Linked DNA regions of Mus musculus: regions 2, 3, 4, 5 and 6 are each linked to region 1. The links are chromatin contacts, called in public HiChIP or PLAC-seq and promoter capture Hi-C maps. All regions are on one chromosome and are shown on one strand. Each heading gives the region's core, a stretch centred on a gene start, on an enhancer-like site or on the middle of the called end of the contact. The rest is flanking DNA. Distances are from core to core; before and after follow the strand shown.

Region 1 (3,605 bases), core at 388-2,887:
GATGGAATTGGGTGGAGAGGGGGAGGGAGGTTTTGATCAGAATGTAAATTTAATGAATGAATTAATGAATTAATGAAAAAATAATTTTATGGTCGTGAGTCACAAGAACATGAGGAACTGTATTAAAGGCTGGCATTAGAGAAGTTAAGAGGAACTGCCACAGAGGGTTTTGGGGACTCAAGCTAGGATCTCAGACTTTCCTGTAGTTCCATTCAGCCCCACCTAGAGAAAACTGTGTAGGACAGAAAAGCTCAGTACTAGGGCTTACGGATTCAGACAGACGAGGATATGAAGGACACCTCTCTCCAGAGACCTTTACACTTGTCTCTCAGTGTCCCCTGAAGTACACGGAGGGCTGGAGAGATGACTCAGCAGTTGAGTGTGCTATTTTGGAAAACCTGAGTTTGGTTCCCAGCACTCACTTCAGTGGCTGATGACAGCATTTAACATTCATTACCTTCAAGGCCTCCGACATCCTCTTCAGGCCTCTGTGGGGAATCACACACATGTAGCATTTATACTGAGAGACACATACATATACAAAACATAAATAATCCTTAAACTAATAATTAGGGTTCTGAAGAGACGGCTTAGTGGTTTAAACCACTCGTTGCTCTTAAAGAGAACCCAAGTTTAATTTCTAGCACACACGTGGCATCTGAAAAGCATCTAAAACTGTTCTTGGAGATCCAAATCCAGTTCTGGCCTGCACATGCATTTGGTATATACACACATGCAAGCACATACTCATACACATAAAATAAAAATAAACCTTCAAAAAAGTTAAAATAGGAGAGGGCCTGGAAAGGCCCAGTAAAGGTAACTATCTCCAAGCCTGCTGCCCTGAATTCAAACCCTGGGGCCAGCACAGTGGGAAACCTATTCTCAGGAACTATCCTCTGACTTCCACAGGCACACTGGCACACTTGCCAGCCCGCAATAAATAAATATGGATTTAAAACATGGGGAGTGCTCTCCCAAAAGATTGTAAAAGGAAAAAAAAATGAATACGTTTTTTCTTTTTTTTTTCCTTTTTTTTTATTAGATATTTTCTCCATTTACATTTTAAATGCTATCCCGAAAGCCCCCCTATACCCTCCCACCCACCCACCCCGGGGGGGGGGAACCTAAATCTAAATACAGCCTGCACCATGCATTCAGAACATCAAGAACATAACACAGAAAACCTAGAGGGTCTTAAGGTTAGCAGTGTGGTGAAACGCCAACAACACTACCAGTGCTCACATACAGGGAACTGACGTCACCAACATCGAGGCACTCCTCTTGCTGGACAGAGCTCATCAAGTCGTCCCCCCCCCCCCCCAAGGCCCGCAAGGGCGTGGGGGTGGGGAGTAACTCTAAACCCACGGGGAGGGGGAATCCTGATGCCAGTACCAAAAGGCCCGCCCCAACCCCGGTGAGGATGCACCACATCGGATCCACCCCATCTGGGGACAAGGGTCCCTTGCTCACCATAGCGCGGCTTGCAGGCTCACCCGCTCTCTTCACATAATTTGCCTCATAATTTGTCACAGCGGTGCACTTCGTACAGAGCAACGTCTCCAACGCGACTACCTCAGTCTTAGAGCTTGGAAGGTGGCATGGCGGCCAAGAAATCCCGCCTCCCGCTGGCACTCGATTGGACTGCCTACTTGGAAGCTCTGATTGGCTAGCAATGTTTGAGTGATAGCATCCTTAAGCTGCACATGACTGAAGGGACCAGTACTGCTAGTCACTCCCAGCCCTGCCTTCGGCCCTATGTGCGGACCTGAATGAGCTCCAGTGAGATCTACATTTACACAGAACCTGTTTCTTCCTCCCAGAACTGGCTCGGCTGTCTTCTTGCACTTAGTTGGCACTCCTTGCTTCAGAGCACAGGGTCGCTCATGTGCACTGCCCACTACACAATTCTGCTTAAATGCAAATCTCCCTGGATCTGGAACAGGTCTGCACCCTTTAGCGAACACACAACTGGGAAGGAGTGTGGCTCTCCCTACGCCTTTAGCTCTCCTTTCCATCAAAGGGAACGTCTGTCACTCACGCCTCTTTAGCCAATCAAAGCATCGGGACATGCAGTTCCCTCAGAAAGCACGGATAGGAGGCGGGTCTTCCCTGCAGGCGGTGCTCAGTGTTCTGCTTTGCCTCTGAGGGAGAGGTACGCAATGGACAGGAGTGCAGTGCACTGTGGGCCCGCTGTGCGGAGCCATGAGGACAGCGCAGAACCCCGCCGTGGTGAAGCTTATGTAAGCGAGTAGCAGCTTACTGATCCCTGATGGAGTAGGGCAAACGACCGAGTTGGCTGTGGTCATCTTTCCCGGGATAGGGGCGGGTGACAGTGGGACAGCCAGCGTCCAGTAGTTTTCAGAAACCTGAGATTGACCCCTCCTAGTGGCCCCTGGGCAGATCTGTCTGGACGGGCCAGAAGCTTCCATTGAGGACTCTGATGCTGTGCGGGCCCTGCAGCAGTGATGATTTTAGCGGTTCTTATTGCGTATTAAAAAAAAAAAAAAAAAAAAAAAAAAAGACCGAGTCTCATTAAGTAACTTTCACTAGCTAGAACTTGGCATGTAGACCAAGCTGGCCTAGAACTCAATAGATCTGTCTGTCTACGCGTTCTGATTGTTGAATGAAGGCATGGGCAACTACTCTGACTGGAATAGGTGGAGTTTTAGAGTTGGACCATAAGGCAGCTAGTTTCTTTGTGTTTAAGTTTCTGATTATACTGTTTTGTTACTCTGTTCTTTCCCAAGTGTTAGTACACCTTTTTTATTATTGTAATGCTGGGACAAATTCAAAGATTTTTGTCTATGTTTGTGGGTGCAAACATTCATCAGTAATGGTCACTTCCTTGATGATCCGCCCACCAGTTACCTAGCAACAGCCAGGTAAGAGCCTGGCTTGATAAAAAAGCTCGCGCTCTCTCTCTCTCTCTCTCTCTCTCTCTCTCTCTCTCTCTCTCTCTCTCTCTCTCTCTCTCTCCCTCCCTCCCTCCCTCCCTCCCTCCCTCCCTCCCTCTAATGTCCCCAGCCAGCCTCTTCCCCTCTTTCTCTTTTCTTCTGTTCTTCTCTGTCCCCGTCTTCTCTGCCTCTACCGACTTCCCCAGGTTCCAAATAAACTCCCTTTCATACTAAGTTCATCCTATAGCTGATTTCTCAGAGGGAACTCTTTGGCATGGGCCTAGGCAGGCAGGCGCTCCCTTTGGTACCACTGGCTCCATTTTATAAAACACATTAAAATTAATATATGACATCTAGATTATAATTTATTCTTCTCAGATCTCTGACTACATTGACAGCTAAGCTAACTGCAGCTTAACAGCTAGATAGGGCGACCAGCCCCTTACCCCAAGGTAATCCACTACTGTATTAGCTCTTTAGTCAATTCATTAGATAGTTAAGACTACCAGATCGCTTAACAAAAAGGCAGACTGGTTGCCTTGCTCACAGGCTTCATGATAGAAGATATACAAGTTCCAGATGTAATCTTTCCAAGATGTAACCTTCTGCTACTCCCTTATCTAAAAAACTCGGTTTTCAGTGACTGTTCCCCAGTGATCAACCACCTATGTCTCATGGTCAATAGCTGTATAGAAAGATGTAGCTTTA
Region 2 (3,605 bases), core at 691-3,190, 1.9 Mb before region 1:
TGCTGCTCTTGCGCATGCCTCAGGCTCAGCACCTATCTGCACATGTGGCTCACAGCCTCCTGTGTCTGATTCCAGGGGAGCAGATGGCCACTAGACACACACTTGGTGTCCCTTGGTGACCATCGGTCAGACACTCATACACATAAATTTTAAAAGATGAAACACACACACACACACACACACACACACACACACACACACACGGCTGCTTTTACTAAAAAGCATTATGTATGTCTTTAGCACTTCAGCTCTGACTTAAACGCTAACCTACTTCATGCCCAGCCTGGCCTCCATAATGTAGACATCCTCCAGCCTCCGAGTGCAGAGTGCTAAGATTACAGGACAGTCATGTGCCACCACAACCTGCAGCACTACTTTAATACATAAAGCTTGATTTCTAAACTTAACCTCAAATCTGTGCACTAGAGACAGACATGGGGCCACTAGGTCACTTTACCTCTCCGCCTGCTCAACGTTACCACTGTATGGAGTCTCAACCTCTGCTTTTCTTTTTTTCCTTAACATTTCTTTAGGAGGTGGGGAATAATTGGAGAAGGCAGCTCGCCCAACATTAACGGAAAAAAAAATTTTTTTTTAAAGATTTATTCTTACTATTCAAACATTTAAAAATGAAACGTGTGTGGGTGTTTTGTCTGTCTTTGTCTGTGCACCATTAGCTGGGAGGCCAGAAGGGAACACGGATCCCCTGGAATCGTCCCACCAGGCAGTTCCAAGGCACCATGTGGTGTGGGTGCTGGGAACCCAACACTGCTGACCCACATCTCCACTCTCCTGCCTTTCCTCCTCACTGGTCTCTTCAGTAGGCAGACTGGATGAGGCTGGCCCTTGCCTGTTTGGATGCAGGAACCCAGGCTTCTGCCTTACAATCTTTTTACAGCAGCACCTTTCTGCGTAACTGCCAATTACCAATCCTTGCCAAATTCACAGATCCCAGGCACAAGTCAAACCTCCGATCAGACCTCACATCAGCAAAGGACTGCAGTATTTATGTAAACTTTCAATTGTAACTGAAATGACTAGTTTTTTCTTAAATCTTTCTTCTGTCTTCAGTTGCATACGGGGGAAAGGAAATATCCAGAACACCTAAGGGCAGCCCCAAGGCTATGTCCCCGCTTAGATAACTGTGACCACATTAAATATACCTAAACACATCTCCTGGCTTCTAGGCAGTGCCTTCTATTGCTAATACTGCTTAGGCTGACAGAGATGGAGGGCACTGGGTCTCCAGTTTGGACCAAACGTAAATAAATTCATTTCCCCGTTTTCTCTTACTCTTTGGAGTTTATCTCCTCTCGAAGGCCAGTGTTTGACCAGGAGCCAGGGCTCCAGTTACCAGCTACTCAAACAGCCCAGAAAGCGACGCGGTCGCCCTCACAAAGCACCCTACACTGGCCTCAAGCTCCATCGCCTGACTCCTAAGCCAATCACAGACTGAGCGGATCACAAGCCATCTCAAGGTCCTCGCCCTGAAGCTCCCGGATGCTGCAGCGCCCACTCACTGAGTCCTGCCCCGAATGCCCTCACATGGTAATTTTCACGGACGACGGTGGGAAATCCCACAGGACAGCATACTGGGAAGTGACAAAATACAGACGCGGAAAACCCGCAGGAACAGAATGAAAGAGAACCGAACGACCCCCACTTTATCCACCTCATCCCCCCCTGGGGCCGATTCAACCATCACTCAGCACAAACCGGCGCTCAGCAGCACAGCGTCCTCTGCTCCACATCCACTCACCTCACATTACACCTTAGAGAAGCTCTGCACACGGCACGCCAGGACTGCGAGACTTCCGCCCACAGACACCCACAATTCCATGGGTTCGGATTCCAAACACCCACGCTACCCTGGCAACGACAGGAGAGGCGAACTACTTTAAGATCTGAGCGGATGTGATCACTCTAGGCCACTTCCGATTTGAATAAGGGTTCCCTCAGTTCACTACCACGTAGCCCTGGGTGGCGCGCATGCGCACCACCACTGGCGGAAGTCTGTCTTGCCAGTACTTATTATGGCTCATCTGGTGGTTTCTGATTTTTTTTTTTTTTTTTTTAACTTCTTCCTAGAAAGTGCCATGGCTGAACCCACACTCCCGTGACACAGAGGCAAGCATCAAAGCGCAACGGTTCCATACAGCCGACAAGAATGTGATAGGTGAAAGTCCAAGGCTGTCTCACATGCTTAGGGGATTTATTAACGTCTTGTATGTGTATATAATTCTAAGACACTGTAACATTACATCTTCCTAAATGTACCTTTTTTTCCCCTGTATTTTATTAGATTTACTTTATGTATTTTTGCCTGCATGTTGAGTTTATAGCATCCAGGACAGCTGCAAGAGCAACAAGTGCTTTTAATCTGTTTCTCTTTTTCTTCAACTTTCTCTTGATTTTCACCAGAATTGAAAGAAGTTCTTATTTTTGAGATGACCTCACTATATTGGTCTGACTGGCTTGGAACCGGACATGAAGGTCATTCTGGCCTTGGACTCTCAGACATCTCATGGCCTCTGTTTCCCGAGTGCTGGGATTAAAGATGTGTATCACCACACTGGCCTTTTCTAATTTTTCAAAAATTGAAAACTATGTGGGGTTATTAGGAAACAGGAGGTAAGTCATATGGAACACCAACGGTGAGAAACTGAGATAAGCCATCATTTACGTCATACTGAGGCATCTCACGGTTCCCAGAGGATAGAAACCTGTTCTTACTTAGAAGTAAAATGTCTTCTAAATCGCATAATAGAAATAATGTAGAACTAGGTGGGCAGTGGAAATAATGATAAACAGGGACACTAGTCAAATGGGAAAAACACCTAGCACTGTAGTGAATAAATTAGTAGACCTAATGTACATTATAAGAATAAAGTATAAAATTGTGTGAGTTATCTCCATATTAAACACATTCTAGCCCTGGACAGTCTAGAACAGTGGTTCTCAACCTGTGGGTTATGACCCCTTTGACAAACCTCTATCTCCAAAAATATTTACATCATGATTCATAACAGTAGCAAAATTACAGTTATGAAGTAGCAATGAAAAATATTAGAAAGGTTGAGAACCACTGGTCTGGAACTATGTAGACCAGGCTGGCCTTGAAGTTACTCTGATCTTGTCTATACCAGGGAAGTTCTAGGATTACAACAATGTGCAATCATGCCCAGTTCACACATAGTCTAGAGCTTCCCACTGAGAACAGACTACAGGAATAATGATTTAGGAAACAGTTTCATCATCAAAGATACACCTCAGGAGTCCCAAAAGAGTGGACTCAGCCATCCATCACCACAGAGCAAAATTATGATAAGTTAGGCACCAACGTGTTCTTCCGGAATTTCTTTTTGTTTTGTTTTGTTTTGTTTTGTTTTGTTTTGTTTTGTTTTGTTTCGAGACAGGGTATGTAGCCTTGGCTGTCCTGGAACTCACTTTGTAGACCAGGCTGGCCTCGAACTCAGAAATCCCCCTGCCTCTGCCTTCGAAGTGCTGGGATTAAATGCATGCGCCACCATGCCCAGCCCGGAATTTCTTTCAATAGTTTTCCCTCTTTAGTCAATAAACAATGCTCATCTATCTTGTGTCCTGAG
Region 3 (3,605 bases), core at 385-2,884, 1.9 Mb before region 1:
CTTGTGAGGAGATAAGGAATTAACCTCGCTGATGCCACAGTGAGGGCGCAGGTGTGTACCATGGGCACTGGGGATCTGCAGTGATATGACGCTCAGCCTGCCCTCAGAACCCACACAGAAAGACACATGAGAACGAGCAAGCTGCTCAGGCTGCTCCTTTTTCTGAGCTTTGCTAAGCTGTTCAGACACAGCCCTCCCCAGTCCCCAACTTTTTGAGACATGGCCTCACTGTGTTGCTGTAGCTGGCCTGCGGCTCTCTGCTTCCTGAGTGCTGGGACTAAAGGTGTGCGCCATTGTGCCCAGCTCTCACGAGAGCTCTTTTAAGCATGCCACCAGCATTGATACAACCATTTCTCTCTCAGAAATGACAACTAAGCTTATGGGCTGTTCCAGAACACACCCTAAGAGGAAGAGCAGGACCAGTCCCGTTCCTTCCCTACTCTAAACCACACCCAGTGCCCATGATCTCGGGCGGTCTCTGTGTGCCCAGCACCCAGAACCCTTTCTCCTTCTGAGAGCAGAGATGTGGTGCAGTGTGGTGTGGTGATGGCCACTCCTGGCTCTCTGTGCCTGTCTAGACATTTTCGTTTTCATCTATGCCCACATTGACATCCTGTTTCTCTTCCTTAAATTCAATGGCTCAATCCCTTCCCTGACTTGGAAACCCTGCACATAAACACCAGGCCCTCGACACAAAACATTTCTCCCTTGTCCACAATGTTTTTATGGTACACAGGACATATTCACTGTCATTCTGGACTTTAAGTAACCTCTGATAAGTGGACTGACCACAGGATTAATTTAACCACGGGGTTAAAATGGGCATACCTAGTTCCCCAGAACGTTATTACTTTGGCAGCCAAGATGACAATTTACTAGTTTCCAGAGAATCTTCAATAAACTCAATAGTGATACCCAAGGAACATACAACCTCCAATAAGGACACAGGGTCCTTCTGCTCAAGTGCCAATCACTGACTCTTATTGTGACCATATGGTCTCAGCAGAGGCAGCATTGACCCGCCTCATGTCCCAGCCCTCACATAAAACGGCCCGGGGATTAGGATTTGCCTTTTAAACGTTTGCTTTGCAGCGCTAGCTCTCTACAGGAGACTACATGCTGGGAACGAAAAGGTCCTGTTTTACAAGCCTTGCTACCTGCACAAAGGCTCAACTTGCAGCTCCGATGCCTGTGCCCTCTTTGCATATGCAAATCCCCTGGCTTTTGTTCCACGTGTTCTTAGTATTAGTTCCGCAGGCAGAAGCCACAGGCTGACCGAGAATGGCTGGCTTTCCCAAATTAAGCCCAAACCACAAATAATCTCATTTTCCATTTGTATCTGCCTGTTCTCTTCTCGCAGGCTACTACTAGAAAGCAGCGCGATCGCCCTCAGAGACGCTAGCCCCAGGCTTGCGGTAGCTGGCTGCACTGTCTGTCTCTCTCAGCAACCCTGCTCTCCCAACTCCCATAGGATTCCCACCCCAGCTCAACCAGGGCATCCCTCCAGTAGCTGTGTCAGCTGTCACTCAACACAAATCAGCGCTCAACAGCACAGCATCCTCCCTGCGCCCCTGCCGCTCACCTCTCACAACAATGCAGAGAACTCTGCACAGGACGCGCAGTGTCCCTCCCTGCGACTTCCGCCCCCGGGCCCTCAGTGTTAGAATCCAAACTCTCCTGGAGTGCGGGCAACAATAACAGAACTGATCTGCGCGGAGATTTAAGCGGATATGACCGCTCGAGACCACTTCCGTTTACTGCGAATCAGTGTTCTTCGCCACCCTCCCACACCCCCTTTTTTCCCCTTGTGGAGGCTGGCGAAGCGCATGCGCGCTACTATTTGTGACGCTACAACTTGCCAATACTTCACTTGGATCTTCCTGTAGTTTCTGTTCCTTTAGGAGCTGTCATGGCCACTCCCACAATACAATGATACAGGGACCACCATCACAGTGTGCACATAAGCAGGCAAAGCTTGTGGACTGTGACACAGTGAAAGTCCAAGGCTGTCTCATATTTTCAGGGGATTTTACTTCCTACCTATACGTGTATATCAGTTATTTCCAAGAGACCGGGATGCTGCATATTACTAAAAATACCATTTTTTTTTCTGTATATTCTCAGGGACTTAAAAGATTTTTTTCCTCTAAACTAAGAAGTAAATAAAAAATAAATTAATAAATATAAAGAAAAAAAAAACTAGGTTTGTTGGGAAATGGGAATTGAAGCCATGTGGAATCTTTAAAGATGAAGGTCTGAAATAAATGTGACACTGAGGCTTTTCATGGGGACCAGAGGTGGAGAAAATCTGTTGTCAATGACAAGTGTTTTTATTTTAATTCTTCATTATTTATTGTGTGTTTTGCATATATAAGAAATAGTGTAGAGGAAGGTGGAGAGGGAGATAATGATAAATGGTGAGAGATCAATTGATGACGAAAACGTGCAGTACAGTAGAGGGAATAAATCCATAGGCCAAAGTCGAATATCTGAACAAAATGAACGATTGTGTGCAGTATCTCAGGTTAGCGTTCTCTAGTTCTGTGTAGACAAGAGTATAGCATTGAACATGGTATGATCCCCTGCTTCTGCTTTCCAGGGCTGGGGGGTGGGGGGGATATGCCATCATGCCTAGCTTCACATATGATTTTGATTGTCTTGAGAACAAATTATAGTACTGGTGCTCTTGTGACCAGGGTTTTGTGTCCAAAGATACAGCTCCGGGGGTCCCAAAAAGTAGTCTCAGCCACCCATCACCACATGCCAAATTATATTAAACCACATAAAAGTTAATATGCAAATATCAACTTCTGATCGATTCTCTGCTACATCTTAGCATATGATTGATACCCACACGCACTTATTGCCTCCCGGGCACCACCTTGCTCTTCCACAGGCTCTCTCCTTATGCTTATGACCTCTCTAGGCTGTAAATGTGGTACAGTGCCCATCTGTCTTGCAGCCTGAGTCACAGTCAGTCCACCAGGAAGATGGAGCACTTGCCCTGTGGAGGTGATGAAGCACAAAAGAAGCTGAAACTGTATGCCTCTCCTTCTTTGTGCTCCATGAGACTGACCTAATGGGCAGCTGAGGAAGTTGCCCTGTCCATACCATAAAACCACCCCATGCATCAGGAGGCTGAACCACAGATACCCTGAAAAACATTGTAGGTCAGGCATGGTGGAACACAACCTTAATCCCAGCACTTGGAAGGCAGAGGTAAGCAGATTTTTGTGAGTTCCAGACCAGCCTGGTTTATACAGTGAGTTCCAGGCCAGCTAGGGCTACACAGTGAGATGCTATATTAAAAGAAATAACAGAAATGTATACAAAACAAACTGTCTAGGAGGGTAAATTAGGTACCTGGAAGTAGTTGCTACAGTACTCAGGGCACAACACCTTAAATTGGACCTGAGATGTTTTAAGCATGAGGTGGAGAACAGAATTTTCCAGAAAAGAGTGGAAGTGAGGGTGGATAAATAAGGAAGTTCATAATAAATTCCTGGAGCTGCATGTGAGAGAGGAGGTCCCGTGATGGTGAGATTATAGGTGTCACCCAAATCCCAAAGAAGGAGCTGAGCTGGAAATGACTGTGAAAGAGCATA
Region 4 (3,605 bases), core at 699-3,198, 1.8 Mb before region 1:
GAAAACACTGACGTCAGCTGCAGCTTCGGTGTGGCCAAAGGGGCTTCGGACCTGGCAAGTGTACCGGGCGTGGTCGCTGCGTACCGGACGTGAGATGAGCAGCTGGTCCCGTTCTGTGCGGATGCGAGGTGGCTCTGCGCCTTCAGGGTCTGAGGTGCCCAGGGCTCGTCCGTCTCTACTCCAGCTCAGCTTCCCGCTACCTGGGTTCCACCCCACGCAGCTTAGCCGCAGCTCGGCTGCTCCTTCTTCTGTCTCTGGCGCCCTGGGCTGTACTGACAACTGGGGCAAGGGCTCTGGAGATCCAGAACAGTCTTTGATGAGTTGGAGAGCCCATACACCAGAACTCCCTCCCTGGGCCATAAGTCTCTGCCTCTTCAGTCCTTCCTCTCTCCTCTCACTGCACCCAGAATCAGAGCTCTCAGTCCTTCTTCCTCTGATCCAGGGATATAGACCCCAGCCCTCCTCCCTTGGACCCAGAGGTGCATACCTCAGCCCGCAAACTTAGGTGTCCAAACCCCAATCTTATTCCATCAGTCTGAGGACTCCAGACTCCAGCCCTCCTTCAGACTCTGAGGTCAAGACCCACCCCCTCTTCCCTCAAACCCAGGGGTTCAGACTTCAATCCTCCTCCTTCAGACCTGAGTCCAAACCCCAGTCTTAATTCCCTCGGTCCCACGGATTCAGGCCCTAGCCCTCCCCCGTCACACCTAAGTGAGGTCCAGGCCTCTCTCAGACCTAAGAGTCCAGCTTAGACCTCCTCCTTCAGACAAGGTGAGCTCTGGTCCCTGCCTTTGCTCTTATCCCCACCCACAGGCTCTTTCTTCTAGGAAGGAAGCATATTCACACAGCACAGACTTGTCCAGAGGTCTGCGAGGAGAGCAGGCACTCGGCAGCCTGCACTCTGGACCTCGGACCCCACTTACCAAATACACCCACCACAAACTCTCGAATCTGCTGGGAGACTCCTCCCCTGATGACCTCAACTGTGTACACCCCTGCATCATCCAGCCGGGCAGAGGTGAGTTCCAGACCCCCTCGAATCTGGTCAAATCTCAGGCGGGCTTGATGCATGGGGTCCAGACTAATTAGTGGAGCCTGTGACCCCAGACCCCCAGCTGCCAATACCTTGGAACCCCGGCGCCAGACCACCAGAGGAGCAGGGGGACTGGAGCTGGGGACCGGGGTCAAGGGGAGCCTGATGGTGGTTCCCACTAGCACAGCCAGGGGTCCCCCCACTTGCTGAGGAAAGCTTGCAGCTTGGTAAATCTCTGAAGAAATTTTGGATCCAGGTTCAAGGTTGTGATGCTCCAGGGATAGCTTTGAACCTGAGGCCTTGGTAGGTACTTTGGTGTCTGGAGTTTGAACTGATATTTGTGAAGCTGGAGTCTTGACGAGGAAGGGAAGCCCAGAGTCTTTGTCAGGATCTTGAGAATCTAAACCATCAAGAGACACTCTGGAAGGAGGGGTTTCAGAGGAGGTGACATCAGGGCTGAGATACTGTTCCTCAGCGGAAACATTGGTCCTGAATAATCCAGGCACATGGCTTGAATTCAGCCCCTGAGGAAACCGGTTGGAATCAGGGATTCCAGCAGAGGCTTCTGAACCTGGCGGCTGGGGGTGCTGGCTGGAGGAGACGTTTGAAACAAAGTCCCGAGAGGAGCCCATGGAGTGTGAGGAGGAGGCAGAGGGTGGCTGAGAGCCCAAAGCTGGCTGGAGGGCAAGGAGCTCAGCTCTGAAGGCTGCAGAGGAGAGGAGGGAGGGGAGAGCATTGAGAGAGACTGCCAGGGAGTGGGCTGCTGGGGAGGAGAGGGGCACAGGGAACTTACCCAGGAGTAGGAAGGGCAGCAGAGCCCACGAGAGGCCCATGGTGATGGTCACACTCCAGAGAGGACACTACACAGAGATCCACAGCTTGCATTGTCCCAGGTCTGACAAGTCCAGCAGGAATGGTTGCTTAGCTTCCTGGGTGGAGAAAGGAGACAAATGTGGGAGGTGCCAGGGTCCCCTGGCATGATATGGTGGCTGAGTGGCCCGCTCCACCCTTCTTGTCTTCATCAGAGGTTGTATGGAGAAGCCCAGGCTGAACCTCCACTCCTCACCCCCAGGGCAAGGTGAACTCCCAGCTGGGACCAAGCAGCAAGCCTGTGGGGACCACGCAGGAAGACTTCCTTCAGGCGTGTCTGTGAAGTCAGAGCCCCTCCTGTGTCCCCACCTGGCCCAGGTGTCTTGCTTCCCAGCCTTCTGCTGTCTACTGTCTGACCTGCAGTCTTTTCTCTGACCCTGCCCTCTTCTCCAGATCCTTCTGTGACTCCTTATGATCCTCGGAACCAAGTCTCCAGTTGCTGTCTCTATCAAAGCCATCTACCCTGATACTTAGAAATCAGTTTCCATTGTTCAATACCTGATGAACTCAGCATCTCCCTCTGACCCATACTTTCAGGATCACCTATGCAAAGCCTGCGGAGGCTTCCCACTGTCCCCCCTACCCAGCACTGCTACCAATCTCTGAATACTACCTAGATCTCTTCCCATTTTCTCCTCTTGTACCCACTGCTCAGACCTTACCCTTTTCATCTGCAACCCCCTTCCCCCCCACACACACTTTCTGTAACCTCCTACTCTGTAAGTCCCCTCCCTGGCCAGCAGATCCCTCCCTCCATATCCCAGCCTTGCTTGGCTTCACAGCATCCTCTGCAGACATCCTTACTGGCCTCACCCACTTCTCTGCACTATGTCTTACCCTCCTGAACATGCCGCTCTTCTGATGCCATCTAACCTCCCAGCCCTTGCCAGCATTCTTCTCTTTACCTGGAATGCGTTTTCCCTCTCCAATCTGGCCACCTCACAACTGGTCCTTCAGGTCTCACCTCATTAACAGCCATAATAATGACAACTTCAGCTCAGCCAGGAACTATGCTAAATCCTACCAGCACATTATTATCAGGCTGATTTCTTTTTTCTCAGTGTCCTCTGAGCAGAATGTTTGATCCTCACTTCACAGACCAATGAGGATGCAGAAAAGCCAAATTTCCCATGAGAGGTTGCAGAGCCAGCAAGAGAGGCTGGACTTAGGTTAAGGCTGGTCAGATTGCTTCAGTCCGTCAGAACGTTTTCTTATCACCCCTTGCTAGGTAGGCTTTAGGCCTCTGCTCAGCTCTGAACCTCTGAGACCTAGTGCTTTCCGTGCTGGTGGAAGGCATGGTCAGAAGGCATTGAGCATGCTCCATATATTATCATATATAGCTCAGAAGTGCTATGTCAGAAAACCTTTTGAGGAAAATAATGTTTTGCTGGGCATAGTGGCACACACCTTTAACCCCAGCACTTGGGAGGCAGAGGCAGGAGGATCTCTGAGTTCAAGGCTATCCTGGTCTACATAGGGAGTTCCAGGACAACCAGGACAGCATGGAGACTCTAAGAAAATAGAAGTAAATGAATAATAATACTATTTTAGTTTATTCTTTGAGAATTTAACATGTTTTGATCATATCTTTTCTTGTCCCCTAACTCCTTCTAGATCTTTCCCAACCCCCTACTCACCTGTCTTCATGTTCTTTCTCTAAGATAAAATGAAGTAAAATAAAATAAAGCACAGAGTCCATTTT
Region 5 (3,605 bases), core at 289-2,788, 1.7 Mb before region 1:
TTATTATTAAATTTTTATATCGGCAGAATTATATTTCACTACAATCCATATATTGGAACCCTGATAACTGATATAATGGGGAGACTGCAGTATATGAGTAAGGGGTGGGGGAATCCTGAGCTTCCTCCTGCCTGAGGTCCAGAATACCTGCTCATCTCCTGCAGAGGCAGTCCCTGTACCCATCCCAGGGAGGAGAAATTTGACTCTACCTGTGTCATCTCCCCAGGACACCCTGATGGTCATCTTCTGTGGAGCATCTGCATAGACACATATGGTTGTTTGCTTTCAGAGGAAAGATGGCTGCAGGTATTCCACCCCATTGGTCTTTTCTCCTCCCACAGTCTTAGCATTCAGGAACCATCACCCAGTTCTAACCCCTCCATCCCACACCCCTAATCTCCCCTCCCCAGAGACCCAGGTCTGGACACTCACAGATGACACTGAGCTGTTGAGTCCTCTCCACAGTAACACCAGTGCCAGGTAAGTTCACCTGGCAGGTGAGGTTGGTGCCATTGTCCTGAGGCCTGGGTGTGAGGTTCAGCTCTGAGGAGAGGGTGGTCCTGTGGCCCAGGGAAGTGAGGGCAGATGACATCCAGGAAAAGATGGGGGGTGTCCCCTGCTCACAGGCCCAGGGCACAGAACAGAGCAGTTTGGTAGAATTGCCAGACACCAGGGTAGATGTGACTTGGATGTTAGGGACCTCAGTCAGAGCTGGACAGAGAGAAATAGAGACACAAGATGTGCTGGGGATCACTATGTATGACCCTATTTCAAGCCAGGCTTCTCTCCCAACCAACCTCATTATGCGGTCTCCAGGGCACCCAAAGGCTTTTAGAACAAGGACCTCCACATATCCCCTCTTCACTTACCTATCACAAGCACAGAGAGCATTGACTTCTGAAAACTGTATTTCACAGAACCATCCAATCTGAAGAAGTACGTCCCTGTGTCGATTTTCTGTGCATCTCTGATGTCCAGGGAGCAATTATGACTATTTTCCTTCCCCATGAGATAGAATCGACCTTGAGCTTCCTTCAGTACTGATCGCTGTGGGTCATTTGTAGCCACTGGAGAGCCGCTGAATATATTGGCCCCCTCCCGGAACCAGTAGCCAAAGACAGGACCTTTGGAATTGGGGTACTGGACTTGGCAGGCTACAAAGACGCACAGGCCCTCCTGCACTGTCACTGAACCAGTCACTGAGAGCGAATAACCGTCCGTAGCCAGGCACCCTGCAAAGAAATGAGGGTTATCTTGGTCCTGTCCCACTAGCCCGGTCCCTGTTCCCACTCACCTGCCCACAGCAGGGGCAGCAGCCATGCCCACCGCATCACACAGTGAAAGGCTCTAGGTTCCTGTGGGTGGCCAGAGAAAGAAAACTTGATCAGTTTGAAGTGGATCCCTGGGGTGAGGGTCACAGGCTTCAATGTCACAGGACTGAGAAGTCGTCCTACTAACCTAGTCCAGGAATGAAGAGAGACAGAGTGACTGACCACAGAGAGGGAACTTTCCACCCACAGGTTATCAGCACTATCAAGGCCCTGGAAAGTAAACACTTCCACTTTTCATGTGTATCATCATGGGAGGCAAAGTCGATGAGGAAGACCCACCCTCCACTCCTGAACTGTAGCATTTGTTTCTCATTTGTTTGTATTAAGAAAGAGGTTAATGCACAGAGGGAACACAGACTGGACCTAGGTCCCCTACCCCATATGTAGCAGATCTGCAGCTTGATCTTCATGTGGGTTCCCCAACAACTGGAACCCTCCCTGAGTCTGTTGCCTGCGTGTGGATCCATTTTCATAACTGGGCCTCCTAGTCTGGCCTCAGTGGAAGAGGATGCACCCAGTCCTGCAGTGACTTGATGCACTGTGTGTGTGTGAGGTGCTGGGGGGCGGAGGATAGTGGTGGTAGGGGTGTGGTATGATACCCAGAGGTCTCTCCTTTCTCAGAGGAGAAGGGAGGATGGGGGAAGAGTCTGTGTGAGTGGGTACAGTGGGTACTGGGAGGAGAGCGGGGCTGATATTGGGATGTAAAATGAATGAATAAATAATTTTTTTAAAAAAGGAAAAGGTTGATGATCAGGGACATGGCTCAGCAGGTAAAGACATTGGCCAGCCACTCACATTGTGGAAAGAATGAACTAACTCTCAAAAGTTGCCCTTTGACCCCCTACTACTGCTTGGTGGCACACTCAAACCGTGGTGGGCAGAGAGAGAGGGGGGGGGGGAATTCAAAATTCAATAGTTGTTTAATGTATAAAGAAGAGGAGGAGACTGGAACTCTAATTGCCTAAATAACTTTTCTGTTGCTGTTATAGAATATCCAGATAAAAGCAACTTAAAAACAAAAATAGTTTCTGTTGGCTCAGAGTTGGAGGTTGCAATCCATTGTGATGGTGAAGGCATGGCTACAGGAGTGTACAGTGGTTGGCCATACTTCACCTTCAGTCAGGAAGCAGAGTGAGAAGTGACGGACTATTCTCAGGTCACTGTATAGTCTAGGATCCTAACCTATGAAACCAGAAGTGGGTGGGTTTCCTCACTTCAGTTAATCTAATCATGATAATCACCCAAGGCATGCTGAGGGCCCATGTCCCAGGCGAGTCTGGACCTCAAGTTTCCAATAGAGGTTAACCACCAGAGACACAGACTTACACAGGGCATCCACAGGAAGACATGGGGCGAAGACTCCCTGTCTTAGTCAGGGTTTCTATTCCCGCACAAACATCATGCCCAAGAAGCAAGTTGGGAAGGAAAGAGTTTATTTGGCATACACTTCCATACTGCTGTTCATCACCAAGGAAGTCAGGGCTGGAACTCAAGCAGGTCAGAAAGCAGGAGCTGATGAGTAGGCCATGGAGGGATGTTCCTTACTGGCTTGCTTCCCCTGGCTTGCTCAGCCTGCTCTCTTATAGAATCAAGACTACCAGCCCAGAAATGGCACCACCCACAAGGGGCCCTTCCCCCTTGACCACTAATTGAGGAAATGCCTTACAGTTGGATCTCATGGAGGCATTTCCTCAACTGAAGCTCCTTTCTCTGTGATAACTCCAGCTGCGTCAAGTTGACACAAAACTAGCCAGTACACTCCCTCTGCAGGCCAAAGAAAGAGGTGTCAGAGGACTCTCTGTTGTAAAGAGGTTGACCTAGAGCTTCCAGACTCAGTACTGAGGAAAAATAAACACGTTGAAGCTGCTGTGTGTGTGTGTGTGTGTGTGTGTGTGTTCGCGCACACACGTGTGTTTGTTTGTGTGCATGTGCATACATGTGTTTGCATGTGTGTGTGTATGTATGTATTGGGGTTCTCTAAAGGAACAGGACTGTTTGAATCTGATACTATGTGGGTAGTCTAAATAATGGTTGCCTCACATTAGAGACCAAGCTTGCTAGTTCACAGGCTGATGTCTCAGCAGCCTCAGTCTGGTGTTGAATGTCTGGTCTTCGGTCTCTGCTTGAAGCTTAAAGAAACTGGTTCGAAGGTCAGGGAAAGATGAAGCAGTAGCATGATGCTGTTGGGAGGGCTCCTGTTCCACGCAGGAGATGGGTGAGCCCATGACCTCACATCACTGCCTTGTACAGTGAGGGTCTCAGATAGGTTTTGAA
Region 6 (3,605 bases), core at 378-2,877, 1.0 Mb before region 1:
TCTTCTGTCTTGCCTCTTGTGATGGTTATTCTTGGTCGTCAAATTGGCTATACATGGAATTAACTAAAATTGCTACAGTTCCGGTACTGTGAAGGATTTTTCATGATTATATCTTTTTAGGTTGTAAACTCTTTTTTAAATCTGGATCATTTGAAGTGAAAAGAGATATCTTTAATCTAGGCCACAGCTTCTGGTGGCAGACTACATTTATAAAGGTCACTGAAGATGGTAATTCTTTCTCCTGTTCTTCATGTCTTACCCTGACCAGCAAGCTCAGTTTTTGGAAAACTGGCCTACTTATTCCTAATTGTGATGTAGACTGAAGACCAGCAGTGTCATCCAGCCACATGGACTGAGCCACTACTATATTCTTCATCTGTCCATTTGCAGACAGCCATTGTTGGACTGGTTGGACCACAGCTTACAAGCCATTCCAATAAATCCACTTTCTACATGTACAGAGAGATCCGTTCTATCAGTTTTGTCCATTAGGATACCTTTATTAATACAGCTGTGGGTTTTTTCCTCTTCGCACTAAGGAAGATGTGCTGGCTAGCAATAGTGTTGTGTAGAGTTTCTCATCTCTTTCCTGCTTTTCTCCTGGGGCTGTGTAAAGTCTGATGCCTACCAGGTGAAACATAGCTGCAGTTTACCTGACCCGACCATGAAACCACAGAACAAAAATCTTAGTGTTTCCTAAAAATCTCCTCAATTGTCAATATTCTGGGTGCCCTTCCCCTATGGACTGGATTGTTTATTACACTGCAAGTTAAATAATGGGCCCTGCAAGCTATCTGCCTTGATTACAGGAGGGAGAAGGGGAGTGCTGGAAGCCAGAAGCAAGACTTTCCCTCCCCCCTGCTGCTTGAGGAATTCTCAGTTTGCAGAAGCCTTTCCCTTCCCCCTGCTCCTTGCCCTTTCCCTGCTGATATAAACAAGCCTTTCCCTGCCAGTGTAAAGAAGCTCAAGACTGCCTGCCCCCTTCCCCATCTGAGGGGACTGTCTAATGGTCAAAATGACCACAACTGCCATAGCAAGACTAGCTGTTCTCAAAAATTTGCTATAACAATAAAAACGGTCCCTGGGACCCCGGCCTCAGTTTGAATTCTAAGATAAACCGACCTTGCTGACAAAGTTTCTGACATCGCTGGCTGACACCAAAAGTAAAAAACATAACTGTTACTTTGCTGGCCAACATTGATAAAGTTGTGTAACCCTCCCTCCATGCCCCACAAATAAAGAGTAGTTAAAAAAAACAAAAAACTGTAGTTTAAGCAGTTGGGATTTACTCTCCCTGCGAGGCTGAGCAACCCTGTGCGCATTGGAATAAAAACCTGTCTTGCCATTGCAGCGATCTATTGTCAAGCTGTGTCTCTAGGGGTCGCGTTCTCAACATTTGGGCCCCTGGGGTCCTAGCACAACCCCTTTGCTTTATCCCATCAGTGCACTCTCACCCTATTATCTGGAAAACGGTCGGCCCTGGAACAGCAACGTGGGCCAGGAATCATTAAACTGAGTCCCTTCATCACACACTAACCTTAAGGGAGTTGCTTATGTCATTCAAGACTCGCTGGCCAATCACGGCCTCCAGTCTGACCTGCCAGTCAGAAGTGGAGGCGGGTGCTTCCCGGTGCTATGCTGCCGGTTCCAAACTATATCTGAGGAGTGTGGTGTGGTTTGTGTGTCCTGCTCTGTGTGCTACTGCTGGGTGCTGTGAGGGGAATTCAGACGAGCTCAGACCTCGCGACATGGTGAGTATATGGCAGCTGCTTCCAATGGGAAGGGGCAGGCGATTGAACAACTGGAGCGAGTATGGTGAGTCCTCCCTGGGGCAGGGTGCGCACCGCGAACCTCAGGTATACAGGGCCACTTGTGAGGTCTTTTGTGGTCTTAGCTGCTCTGAAAAACTCTGCTCTGGGGCTTCATCTGCGCGAATATTTAAGCATGGGCTTGTGTGTTGAAACCTTCTTGGCAAGATGGCAAACACAGAAATGCCTAGTTTCTCCAGTATCTTCTACAATTTTGTTTGTTTGGTTGGTTGGTTCTTTATAACTTTTGGATATTACCCCTTATTGGCTATAGGGTTGGTGAACATCTTTTCTCAGTTTGTAGGCTACTGTTTTGTCCTATTGACAGTGTCCTTTCCCTTACAGAAGCTTTTCATTTTCTAGAAATGTATTAACTGTTGGTCTTAGAGCCTGAGCCATTGGTGTTCTGCTCAGGAAATTCTGTGTCCTGTACCAATGCATTCAAGGGTATTTCCTACTTTGTCTGCTGTTAGATTCAGTGTAGCTGGTTTTATGTGAGGTCCTTGATCCATCCTGTGCAGGGTGATTCTTCTATACACACAGCCAGTTAGACCAGAACATTTGTTCACCGTGCTTTCTTTTTCTATTCTATGGTTTTGGCTTCTTTGCCTAAGAAGTGTCCATAGGTGTATGAGTTCATTTCTGGGTATTCGATTCCACTGATCTGCCTGTCTGTACTGATACCATTTGGTTTCTATCACTATTGCTATGTAGTACAGCTTGAGATCACGAATTGTGATGCCTCCAGAAGTTTTTTTATGGTTCGGGATTTTTTGGGCTATCCTGGGAGTGTTTGTTCTTCCATATGAGGTAGAGATTTCCACTTTCTATTTTTTTTGAGATTTAGTTATTTGTTATATATAAGTACGCTCTAGCTGTCTTCAGGCACACCAGAAAAAGGCTTCAGATCTCATTACAGATGGTTGTAAGCAATTATGTGGTTAATGGGATTTGAACTCAGGACCTCTGGAAGAACAGTCAATAATTTTAAATGCTGAGCTATCTCTCCAGCCTGAGACTTGCAACTTCAATGTGTGTAGAAAATTGTGTTTGAATTTTGAGGGGAATTGCATTGACTTTGTAGATTGCTTTTGGTACCATGGCCATACTGACTATGTTTTTTGGTTGTCTGTTTTTCAAAACTGGTTTTTCTGGGTGATGAGCTTGTGGTCCTAGGACTTGTTCCATCTACCAGGCTCGCCTTGAACTCAGAGAGTTCTGCCTGCCTCTGCCTCTCTGCCTCTCTGCCTCTCTGCCTCTCTGCCTCTCTGCCTCTCTGCCTCTCTGCCTCTCTGCCTCTCTGCCTCTCTGCCTCTCTGCCTCTCTGCCTCTCTGCCTCTCTGCCTCTCTGCCTCTCTGCCTCTCTGCCTCTCTGCCTCTCTGCCTCTTTGCCTCTCTGCCTCTCTGCCTCTCTGCCAGGCTTACTCTCAAGTGCTGGGATTAAAGGTGAGCGCCACCATGCCCGGCTGCCAGTTTTTGCTGTAATCATTGTTACAGTGTGAATTTGACTGAAGTTTGGGTGCAGGACTTACTTTCTATGAAGTAGAGATGACTGTACTGTACACTGATTGTGCCGTGCAATGTTCACAAAGAGGACCCTGTGCCTTGGAAGGAGAACAGGAAGTGCTCTGGTGACTCCAAAGTTTGACTAAAATACATTTTCCCAGTCTAGGGCTCTCTCTGGCCAGAGGGTAGAAGGACAGAGCTAGAAAGGCCTCACTGTCTGAGCCTTTTAATCTTTGATCCCTTAATGGAGGAGCTGCTACTTTCCTGAGAACTGGTTTGGTTGTATTAGAC

The links. Promoter capture Hi-C pulls out the DNA fragments that hold promoters and counts their contacts. HiChIP or PLAC-seq counts read pairs in DNA pulled down with a chosen protein or histone mark.
Region 2: a contact with region 1 is called in a promoter capture Hi-C map of hippocampal neurons, with 4 times the contacts expected there. The contact joins the promoter of Zfp719 here to the promoter of Zfp788 in region 1. A contact is called at or near these places in 6 of 39 promoter capture datasets (the 3T3-L1 cell line, cranial neural crest, frontonasal cranial neural crest and 3 more), 2 of 484 Hi-C or Micro-C datasets (nephron progenitors and rod photoreceptor) and 3 of 115 datasets of contacts at active chromatin or transcription factors (astrocytes, regulatory T cell precursor and thymic regulatory T cells).
Region 3: a promoter capture Hi-C map of pre-B cells shows a contact between it and region 1, with 5 times the contacts expected there. The contact joins the promoter of Zfp658 here to the promoter of Zfp788 in region 1. A contact is called at or near these places in 6 of 39 promoter capture datasets (the C10 cell line, cranial neural crest, frontonasal cranial neural crest and 3 more), 2 of 484 Hi-C or Micro-C datasets (nephron progenitors and rod photoreceptor), 2 of 115 datasets of contacts at active chromatin or transcription factors (extraembryonic endoderm stem cells and thymic regulatory T cells) and 1 of 9 other capture datasets (adipose tissue).
Region 4: a contact with region 1 is called in a promoter capture Hi-C map of pre-B cells, with 3 times the contacts expected there. The contact joins the promoter of Vsig10l here to the promoter of Zfp788 in region 1. A contact is called at or near these places in 1 of 39 promoter capture datasets (pre-B cells) and 1 of 115 datasets of contacts at active chromatin or transcription factors (extraembryonic endoderm stem cells).
Region 5: an H3K4me3 HiChIP or PLAC-seq map of pro-B cells shows a contact between it and region 1, with 8 times the contacts expected there. The contact joins the promoter of Siglecf here to the promoter of Zfp788 in region 1. A contact is called at or near these places in 1 of 39 promoter capture datasets (the C10 cell line) and 1 of 115 datasets of contacts at active chromatin or transcription factors (pro-B cells).
Region 6: an H3K4me3 HiChIP or PLAC-seq map of stem cell-derived neural progenitor cells shows a contact between it and region 1, with 6 times the contacts expected there. The contact joins the promoter of Zfp976 here to the promoter of Zfp788 in region 1. A contact is called at or near these places in 2 of 39 promoter capture datasets (embryonic stem cells and hippocampal neurons) and 3 of 115 datasets of contacts at active chromatin or transcription factors (astrocytes, extraembryonic endoderm stem cells and stem cell-derived neural progenitor cells).

The regions. Positions count from the first base shown.
Region 1 is chr7:41,631,563-41,635,167 of GRCm38.p6, reverse strand. Zfp788 (zinc finger protein 788) reads right to left here and starts at 1,637. Exons shown (of 6, transcript NM_023363.3): 1 at 1,474-1,637; 2 at 458-488. It overlaps Gm51480 (a long non-coding RNA gene), which reads left to right and starts at 2,155. Exons shown (of 3, transcript XR_003946761.1): 1 at 2,155-2,243.
Region 2 is chr7:43,577,921-43,581,525 of GRCm38.p6, reverse strand. Zfp719 (zinc finger protein 719) reads right to left here and starts at 1,940. Exons shown (of 4, transcript NM_172482.1): 1 at 1,760-1,940.
Region 3 is chr7:43,560,399-43,564,003 of GRCm38.p6, reverse strand. It overlaps Zfp658 (zinc finger protein 658), which reads right to left and starts at 1,634. Exons shown (of 5, transcript NM_001008549.2): 1 at 1,583-1,634.
Region 4 is chr7:43,461,494-43,465,098 of GRCm38.p6, reverse strand. Vsig10l (V-set and immunoglobulin domain containing 10 like) reads right to left here and starts at 1,948. Exons shown (of 10, transcript NM_001368881.1): 1 at 1,827-1,948; 2 at 924-1,739; 3 at 1-293. The coding sequence starts at 1,866. Gm39000 (a long non-coding RNA gene) reads left to right here. Exons shown (of 3, transcript XR_003946763.1): 2 at 2-1,018; 3 at 2,059-3,599.
Region 5 is chr7:43,349,274-43,352,878 of GRCm38.p6, reverse strand. Siglecf (sialic acid binding Ig-like lectin F) reads right to left here and starts at 1,538. Exons shown (of 10, transcript NM_145581.2): 1 at 1,459-1,538; 2 at 1,295-1,355; 3 at 870-1,232; 4 at 433-711; 5 at 210-257. The coding sequence starts at 1,331.
Region 6 is chr7:42,640,626-42,644,230 of GRCm38.p6, reverse strand. It overlaps Zfp976 (zinc finger protein 976), which reads left to right and starts at 1,627. Exons shown (of 4, transcript NM_001242388.1): 1 at 1,627-1,751. The coding sequence starts at 1,749.